2 separate regions of the Macaca mulatta genome follow, and region 1 is linked to region 2. A link is a contact called in public Hi-C data. All regions are on one chromosome and are shown on one strand. Each heading gives the region's core, a stretch centred on a gene start, on an enhancer-like site or on the middle of the called end of the contact. The rest is flanking DNA. Distances are from core to core; before and after follow the strand shown.

Region 1 (5,060 bases), core at 1,474-3,973, 110 kb after region 2:
GGTCTCGAACTCTTGACCACAAGTGATCCGCCTGCCTTGGCCTACCAAAGTGCTGGGATTACAGGCGTGAGCCACCATGCCAACCCAGAGGGCAGTGTTTTTTTGTTTTTGAGATGGACTTTCACTCTGTAGCCCAGGCTGGAGTGGACTGGTGCCACCTCACTGCAACCTCTGACTCCCAGGTTCAAACAATTCTTCTGCCTCAGCCTACTGAGTAGCTGGGACTACAGGCTCACAACACCATGCCCCGTTAAATTTTTGTATTTTTAGTAGAGACAGGGTGTCACCATGTCAGCCAGGCTAGTCTCGAACTCCTGACCTCGTGATCCGCCAGCCTCGGCCTCCCAAAGTGCTGGGATTATAGGCTTGAGCCACTGCGCCTGGCCGATGGCAGTGTTTTGAACCAAATAATTTGTTCTTCCAGACCAGGTGAATACCCTACCCAAGGGCAGAAAATCCACAGATTGGCTAATGACTTGTATAATCTGGCTGGAAAAAATAACTAGGGTCAAGCAGTCTTTTATCCTTGATTTTGAACTAAGAAGCAGAGGAAGAGTCTGGCACGTAGCTGCAGAGGCAGAATAAAGTAACAAGATATAGGTTAATAACAGCAAATTAGGTCAGTCAGATGAAACTAAAATCAGACGGAACGCTCAAATTTTGTAATTTTAAGTTTATTATTAAAAGGACCCTTTACAGAGGTGTGAGACTGGGCGTGGTGGTTCACGCCTGTAATCCCAGCACTTTGAGAAGCCAAGGTGGGCGGGGGGGGGGGGTATGACCTGAGGCCGGGAGTTCAAGACCAGCCTGGCCAACATGGTGAAACACTATCTCTACCAAAAATACAAAAATTAGCCTGGTGTGGTGGTGGGAGCCTGTAATCTCAGCTACTCAAGAGGCTGAGGCATGAGAATCGCTTGAACCCGAGAGACAGAGGTTGCAGTGAGCCCTGACTGCGCCACTGCACTCTAGCCTGGGCACAGAGAGAGATTACCTCCAAAAAAAAAAAAAAAAAAAAAAGAACTCCAGACGCCGTGCTTCACACCTGTAATCCCAGCACTTTGAGAAGCTGAGGCGGGTGGATCATTTAAGGTCAGGAGTTCAAGACCAGCCTGGCCAACATGATGAAACCCCATCTCTACTAAATATACAAAAATTAGCTGGGTGGTAGTGGCGTGCCTGTAATCCCAGCTACTCAGGAGGCTGAGGCAGGAGAATCTCTTGAGCCTCGGAGGCAGAGGTTGCAGTTAGCCGAGATCACGCCACTGTGATCAGCCTGGGCCAACAGAGTGAGACTCTGTCTCAAACAACCACCACCACCACCAATAAAAAATACAAAGCGATAGGCCGGGTGCGGTGGCTCAAGCCTGTAATCCCAGCACTTTGGGAGGCCAAGACGGGCGGATCACGAGGTCAGGAGATCAAGACCATCCTGGCTAACACGGTGAAACCTGGTCTCTACTAAAAAATACAAAAAATTAGCCGGGCGTGGTGGCGGGCGCCTGTAGTCCCAGCTACTCGGGAGGCTGAGGCAGGAGAATGGCATGAACCCGAGAGGTGGAGCTTGCAGTGAGCTGAGATCTGGCCACTGCACTCCAGCCTGGGCGACAGAGCAAGACTCCGTCTCAAAACAACAACAACAACAACAACAAAACCACAGGGCCACTAATAACCTAACAGAGCTAGTAAAGATGGCTGGGAATATAGGTGGAAGTACAATCCCCGTTTAATTGCAACAAGGTTCTCTTTTTTTTTTTTTTTTTTTTGAGACGGAGTCTCGCTCTGTCGCCCAGCCCAGGCTGGAGTGCAGTGGCGCGATCTCGGCTCACTGCAAGCTCCGCCTTCCGGGTTCACGCCATTCTCCTGCCTCAGCCTCCCGAGTAGCTGGGACTACAGGCGCCCACAACCGCGCCCGGCTAATTTTTTGTATTTTTAGTAGAGACGAGGTTTCACTGTGGTCTCGATCTCATGACCTTGTGATCCGCCCGCCTCGGCCTCCCAAAGTGCTGGGATTACAGGCATGAGCCACCGCGCCTGGCCCTGCAACAAGGTTCTCTAGGTTACTTAGGGTCAGGTAAACTGGAGATCACTGACATGGAAAACAAGAAAACCCTTATTGTTTATAGCTGTTATGTATAAATAGGTTATTAGCCTTAGGAAAATCATGCCGAGTACAGCTTTTGAGTAAGCAAAAAGTATTAACGTCGGGTTGAATGTAATTGAAGCGAGACCTACTGGACGTGGGGTGGGGGTTGCAAGCCCATACAAAAGGCAAGCACGGATAACTTATTTCACAAGGCTATGGGGTTGTGGGGCTCGGAAAAAGAAACATCAGCGGCGGAACCTGCTCTCAGCCACCTTGCATCAGAACACAAACAATGACTCAAAAATACACGCATATGAAACGAGTATCATCTCTAAGTGAATGTGAGTGCCAAGTAGAAAGCTAGTATCCGATTTATTATCGCAACGTCTTTGTACCATTTTAACATCCATTCCAGGAAGAAAAAGCCTATTGGGAATATGGTTAACTTATAATTAAGTGCTGTTTCCCCAAATTAAAGAAACAACAACAAAAAAATCTAAAAGCCAGCGAAATACTATTTAATTTACTCAGTAACCCTTTAAAACTCTTTTAGTTGGTGGGTGGGAATCCGGGCGGGGAGGCGCACTAAACCGAACGCCGGGGCAAAGGTTTCCTAAACAGTTACCAGGAGGTAACTCCGCTTTCATCTCGGACGTGGCTCAAGATTACAGGTGATCGCAGTGCCCGGAGGCGCCAGGAGGCAACTTTCACAGGGGGGAGGCGCCGGGCGCCAGGGGGCCAAGCGGCCGGGCCCGGGAGCCCACTTCACTTGGGAGCCGCCCCAGGCCGGGGGTCGACACCGCGTTCCCTCCCTTAGCCTAGCCGCGACCCAGCTTTAGGGCCTAAGGGCAAATCAAGCGCCCGGTCCTCCCGGCGCCATGTGCGCGGCCCGCCCAGGCCCTTGGCCACCGTCGCCGCGGGGGCAGGCCGCGAGCCACAGAGGGCTGGTGCGCGTCCCGCCCCTGAGCCCGCAGTAGGGGCGGCCTCAGACCGTGAGCCGGGAGTCGTCCCCTTAGTCCTCCCTCGCACTCGGAGGGCCTCCGGGGCGGGGCAGGCCTTCGGGCCGGGCGGCACCCGGGCGGTCGAATCCGTCAGCTCCCGCGAGTGGCCCGGCGAGGGAAGGAGCCGGTGAGTAGCCACGTCACGCTCCTCAGGGAGGCCCCGCCCCGTGCTCTCGGGCCGCCCCTCCTCGCCGTCTCCACGCCTCCGCGGGCAGTTACCGGCGCTGGCTGCTCGCGCCTCCCCAACTCGGGTAAAGCTCCTAGGCCCCTGCGTGCTGCGCCTCCGCAGCTGCCCTGCGCCAGGTGAGAGCTCGCGGCTCCCGGCTGCGGCTCCCGGCGCGTGGTGGCGGGCTCCGGGCGTGCGTCGCGTAGAGGACGGGGCCGGCGGGCGGTTGGCGCTCCGTTCGGTGCGGGGAGGGGCGTCACGCCGGGCGCTGCGCGGCCTCGGCGGGCGGCGGCAGTGGCGGCCACGGCCGCCGGGCTCTCAGGTTCTCTGCCCCCAGCTGGAGCCGGTCGGTGTCCGGGCGGAGAGACGGGCAGTCAGGCTCCCTGGCCTCGGGGCCACCCCGGCCGGGGCGGCTGGGGCAGAGGGACGATGTCTGCTCGCGCCCCGGTGCCCGCCGCCCATTCTCGGGAGGATCCGCCCGCGGTGACTGCTGAGAGGGAGTCGCTGTTGGCCGCGGCGAACCGGCCGGCCGAGCAGCCGCCCCCGCCCGAACGTGAGGGCAAAGAGGCGGCGAGGGAGGACAGGGCCGCGGCCGCCACTAGCGCGGGGGCGCGGGGAGAGCCGTCGCCGGCGCTGGTGCTGGGACGCAGCGTGCCCCAGGCGGCTGTCCCCGTGAGGCCCCTGGCGCTGCACTTGGCGCACAAGGCGCGTGGGCCAGGTGGCCCCTTCGGCGGGGAGCCGCCACCACCGCCACCGCCGCCGCCGTCGCCGTTGCCGCCGTTGCTGCGGGATCCGCCGGCCGAGGACGCCCGGGAAGAGGCGGCAGCTGGCCCTGCGGTAAAGCGGCAGCCGCCGCCACTGCCGCCTAAGGGAAATCCCTGGACCAAAAAGCCTCCCCAGCACCTGTCCCCAGACACGACAGGTCCACCGCCGCCCCCGCTGGAAACCCTGGAGGCAGGTCTGTGGTTGCTGTGCGTTGGGCACTGGCAGGGTGCGGGCAGGGGCGACTTGCGGGACTTGCCGGCGCGTGGCGGCGGTAGCGGGCGCCGGGCCCGGGTAACGGCAGGCCTCCCTTCCCTGTCAGTCGGATGTAATTTGTTCCAAGGTGTCATTCACTCTGCCTATTTACATACATGGGCATCTGGGAAGGGAGCGGCAGGAAGAGGTGGGACCTCAGGTTCTCCTTGCCTGGTGGGGGCACGGAGGGGGTAGCTTGGCGGCGCAGCTCTGCTGGCGCGGTTGCGATTGTGTTTTGTCTCCACGTGTTAGTGACTTGGGAAAGTAGCTAACTTTAGATACTGCAGTGCTTCGTATGGGAAAGTTTTGGTGGATTTTTTTTTTTTTTTTTTTAAGGATTGAAGCAAGTCAGAGCAAGGAGATTTATTCGTAAGTGGAAGCGCGATTGTAGTCTTTTAGTATGAAATAATAAGATGAAAATCTCAAGGTTTTCGAAACACTGCTAAGCAGTTATATTAAAAATGAGACTTTAAATGTGGTTTTAAAAGTGCTTTAAGTTATGAGTGTGCTGGAAAATAATTAAATAGGATGGTTGACATGCGAGCGTGGATTGCACGTTATGTAAATGGTTTTCTAACATTGTCAGCTCTCCTTCCCTTTAGAAGAGAGAAGATTATGCCACTGTATTTGAATGCTGACCAATGCAGTATGGCCCTTGGTGCTTTATTTTGATTGTAGCAACTGCAGCTTAAGAAAATTAAAATGGGTCGGCGCTGTGGCTCACGCCTGTAATCCCAGCACTTTGGGATGCGGAGGCGGGTGGATCACCTGCGGGTCAGGAGTTCGAGAC
Region 2 (4,480 bases), core at 256-2,755:
GGTTGCCCAGCCAGAACTCTGACACATGTAAGTCTGCGAGTGTGTACAAGGGTGAAGGGAGTCTTTAACAAAAGGCCTGCTATGCCGGGTAACACCGCCAAGTTGGGTCTAGATTCCTGCCTAACATCCACCTTGTTCTATATTTGAGATGCTGTTAATCTGTGACCCTACCCCCAACCTTGTCCTTGCAAGAGACATGTGCTGCGGTGACTCAAGGTTTAAAGGATTTTGGCCTGTGCAGGGTGTGCTTTGTTAAAGAAGTGCCTGAAGGCAGCTTACTGGTTAAAAGTCATCACCATTCTCTTAATCTCAAGTACCCAGGGACGCTTACACTGCCAAAGGTCACAGGGACCTCTGCCTAGGAAAGCTAGGTATTGTCCAAGGTTTCTCCCCATGTGATAGTCTGAAATATGGCCCCGTGGGAAGGGAAAGACCTGATCGTCCCCCAGCCTGACGCCCCCCAGCCTGACACCCGTGAAAGGTCTGTGCTGAGGAGGACTAGTATAGGAGGAAAGAAGGCCTCTTGGCAGTTGAGATAGAGAAAAGCATCTGTCTCCTGCCCGTCCCTGGGCAATGGAACATCTCGGTGTAAAACCAGATTGTTGTTCTGTTTACTGAGAAAGGAGAAAACCGCCTTAGGGCGAAAGGTGGGACTTCCTAGCAATGCTGCTCTTTATGCACTAAAAAGGTTTATGGAGATGTTTGCATATGCATATCAAGGCACAGCACTTTTCCTTAAACTAATATCACAGAGATCTTTATTCACATTTCTTACTGCTTACCTTCTCCCTATGATGATCCTATTATCCTGTCACTTCCCTTTTTCTAAGACGGTAAGGATAATTATCAATAAATACTAAGGGAACTCAGAGACCGGTGCCAGCTTAGGTCCCCTGGGCCCACCTTTTCTTTCTCTATACTTTGTCTCTGTGTCTCATTTCTTTTCTCAAGTCTCTGGTTCCACCTAAGGAGAAACGCCCACAGATGTGGAGGGGCAGGCCACTCCTTCAAAGAGGTTGTCAGGCAGTCAGGCAGCAGGTCATTATTAAGACCGATAACTTCAAGCATCGATTAAATCCATCATTTTGGAACTGTGAAATGTGTAAAGTGATCAGCTACAAAGAGCCAAATATAGAATTCTGAAGATACAGAATGTGGTGGCTTGGCTGCTGCAACAGGCAAAGCAGCAGCCTGGGTTTCTCCGGCCCGTCACTCGAACCCACCGGCTCATCACCGCAAGGTGCGGCCAGATGCCCTTTATCTTACCTTGGGAGCGAATCTCCTCTGTTCACACAACCCGGCCACCGGCTCCTACCGCGCTGGCACCCCTCTGGCAGCGAGGGTTCGTCCCAGTGCGGGTGACGCCCGGAAAGGAGCCAGTCCCAACAGCGCAGGAGGCTGAGGGGTCCCTCTACCAGGATTCGCTCACCTGCTTCCAGGTGTGTCGCCTAACAGCGGCTCCCGTTCACCTTCGATCCGCAGGTCCGCCATAGTTACAGTCCCTACAAGGCGTCTTGCGCCCAACTCTCGCGACACCTGCTTTCTCACATTCTGGGTGGCGTGAAGCTGGCAAAACAAGCCTGCAAGTGCGCGTGCGCACCTGACAGTCGGACGTGAGCGGAACGCCCCGAGGTCATAGGCGGGGTCACGCGGAAGGCCGGACAGCGCAGGGCGAAAGGAAGCAGCAGGGCAAGGGAGCCTTCTCCCTCAGTAGGCGCTTCCCATTCTGAGGGGGAGGAAGAGCCGAGGCGAGCTCGGGGCGTGTCCAAACTGCCGCCCCGCCCCGCTCCGCCCCGCGCTCGTCTTCGTCTCTCCGCTTCGCCTTCCATTTGGATTCCTGGAAAGGTTACCCGACCCGCGGTTGGGGCTCTGACCAAAGTCGAGTCCTCGAAAGGGAGCCTGGAAAGCGGCGGTGCTGGGAGGCCCGGCCAGCTCAATCGCAGGCTTCTGCCTGACGGCCGGTAGGTAGCCGGCCGGGTTAAGTAGCAGGCGCGCTAAGAGCTCCCCGCGCCTCTTAGCGCGTCGTGTACGTGCCGGGAGGCAGGGACCTGGGACGCGGAGCTAGGCGGGAGACTCGCGGGTCAGGGACGTGGGGTGAGGCAGGGGCGAGAGACAAGGCTGAAGTCCGCGGCGCGCTCCGGAGGGCCGAGGTGATGGGGGCGAGCGGGTGGGCAGTCCCTTACCCCCCGTGAAAGGTAGAGCTGCCTTCCAGCTCTCTTCTCTAGGTCGGCTAAATGCAAGGGCACATTACCTGGAGGGCTTGTCAAAGCCAGTACTGAAGGTGGGATCCGCTGCTTGTAAGCTGCAGGTTGCCGGATGCGCACCCCAACGGCGGCTGCGCCTACGGGGGCCTCAGCCTTGCAAAATCTCACTCAGAAGAGCCTGCTGCTGAAACGTGGAGGTTGAAAAAGGCACAGCACCTGCCTAGCAATGACCAGCTCCTTTCGTCACAAGGAAGATGACATTTTTAGAAAACATGTCATGGGTTTTCACGAGATCTCCATGTTTATTTCCTGGTAGTTATGTATTAACATCTTATCTTTACTATTAGGCTTGTAGGCTAGCTGGTGTCAGTAGTCATTCTGTGTCTCATAAATTACCGTTTTATTAGCGCCAGATACATTGTCATGTAATTTCATTTGATCACAACTGAAATAGGCAAAGCAGACACATTTCTATTTTACCGAAAATTAAGATCCAGACAAGTTAAACCTAGAGTCACTCGGTGTGGAAGTGGCAAAGTTGGAAACCAAACTTAATTTTTTTAATTAATATTTATGAGCATTTACCCAATGCTAGGTCCTATACTAGTTGCACAGTCGTGTATGATATATGACATCACTTCTGATCTTTGTGTCATTTTTGACCTTGTGTGTATCAACCAGGCACGGTCAACTGGTGAACACCTAAACTTGAAACGTGCAGGCCGGGTGCGGTGGCTCACGCCTGTAATCCCAGCACTTTGGGAGGCCGAGGCGGGCGGATCATGAGGTCAGGAGATCGAGACCATCCTGGCTAACACGGTGAAACCTCGACTCTACTAAAAATACACCAAAAAAAAGAAAATTAGCCGGGCTTGGTGGCACGCACCTGTAGTCCCAGCTACTCAGGAGGCTGAGGCAGGAGAATCCCTTGAACCCAGGAGGCTGAGGCTGCAGTGAGCCGAGATCGTGCCACTGCACTCCAGCCTGGGCAAGAGAGCGAGACTCTGTCTCAAAAAAAAATAAATAAAAACCTTGAAACGTACTATTCAGAAATACCATCTAAATCAAGACCTATTTGCACTTGGATTCAGTCTTGTAGATTCATTTGTAACAGTTCACAAAAACAAGTCAGATTTGTATTATTGGTTCCAAGAAGATACATAGGTAGAAAAGTTAGTATTTTCTTGCCATAATGTCGCTTTACTATATTGTCTATATTGTCTTTTTTAATTCCTGGGGGCTAGCAATGTATGGCACATATATAGTGGACAAGGGGATTTTTAACCAGTATAGCAGTAGGCAGAATGGTTCCTAGATAAATATACGTTGGATGAATGCTCATTGAATTACCTCATCTAATCCTTACAACAATCCTCTGAGGTGGGAATTGTCTCATGTATACAAGGAAATGGAAGGCAGGGAGATTAAGTAACTTGCCCACAGTCATACAGCTAACAAGCAACAGAGCTAGAATTCAAGAAACGCAGGACTCCTGGTTCTAAAACCTGTGCTCTTTACCACCAGGCGTCTTAAGGGGAAAAAATGGCAAAGCAGCAAGCAGGATCTTTCCTCATATCTCATAAATATATAGTAGATATTCAGTTTTTATATAAGTGAAATAATTGGCTATCATGTATCAGGGCAGATATTACTTTCTGTTTATAGGTTAAAGTGGCCTACTCAAGGTCATACAGCTAGTAGAGGAATCCCAGTCCTCTGACACTGCTCTTTTCCATTGGTGCCTCCAAGTGATGACTTCAGACCACAAAAGCACATGGGATGAGTACATACACAGCTGGTGAAATCTAAGTAAGCTTAGTGTATTGTACCAGTAGAAAAAAAAAAAAGAAAAAATGTTTCTTAGGAACACATAGCATCCAAACAAAGTAAACATTTAAACATATATGTGTGTATGTGTATATATATATGTTTGTTTTTTTTAATAAAGCCCATGGAAAAGAGGAGCTAAATTTGAAGAGATTAGATTATTTCTTGAATGTTTCACACGAGAATATGAGACCGTCCAGTTGGTGGATTTCCTTAGGTGACTGCCCAGGATAGTTACCCACACCCGTTTCAAACAAACAAACAAGCTTCCTATTTTGTTACTCTTGTTCAGTGTAAGATTAAAAGGAATTATATTTGTTGAATTATATTTGTGAAGCTAGGGAGGTAGATTTTACCAGTGGATATCTGAGGTATCTAAACCCTTTCTTAGCTGCTTAAACTTGTATAGACATTATTTAGAAGTAAAGTTACAAGATAAAACTTGAAGT

Evidence for each region. A called contact is a pair of places that touch in the nucleus more often than the background predicts.
Region 1: a contact with region 2 is called in a Hi-C map of liver, with 2.0 times the contacts expected there. The contact joins the promoter of LARP1B here to the promoter of MFSD8 in region 2. A contact is called at or near these places in 2 of 14 Hi-C or Micro-C datasets (fetal cortex germinal zone and liver).

What each region holds. Positions count from the first base shown.
Region 1 is chr5:136,824,679-136,829,738 of T2T-MMU8v2.0, forward strand. It overlaps LARP1B (La ribonucleoprotein 1B), which reads left to right and starts at 2,724. Exons shown (of 19, transcript XM_078002251.1): 1 at 2,724-3,214.
Region 2 is chr5:136,717,316-136,721,795 of T2T-MMU8v2.0, forward strand. It overlaps MFSD8 (major facilitator superfamily domain containing 8), which reads right to left and starts at 1,506. Exons shown (of 11, transcript XR_013417292.1): 1 at 1,430-1,506. It overlaps ABHD18 (abhydrolase domain containing 18), which reads left to right and starts at 1,636. Exons shown (of 11, transcript XM_078002243.1): 1 at 1,636-1,961.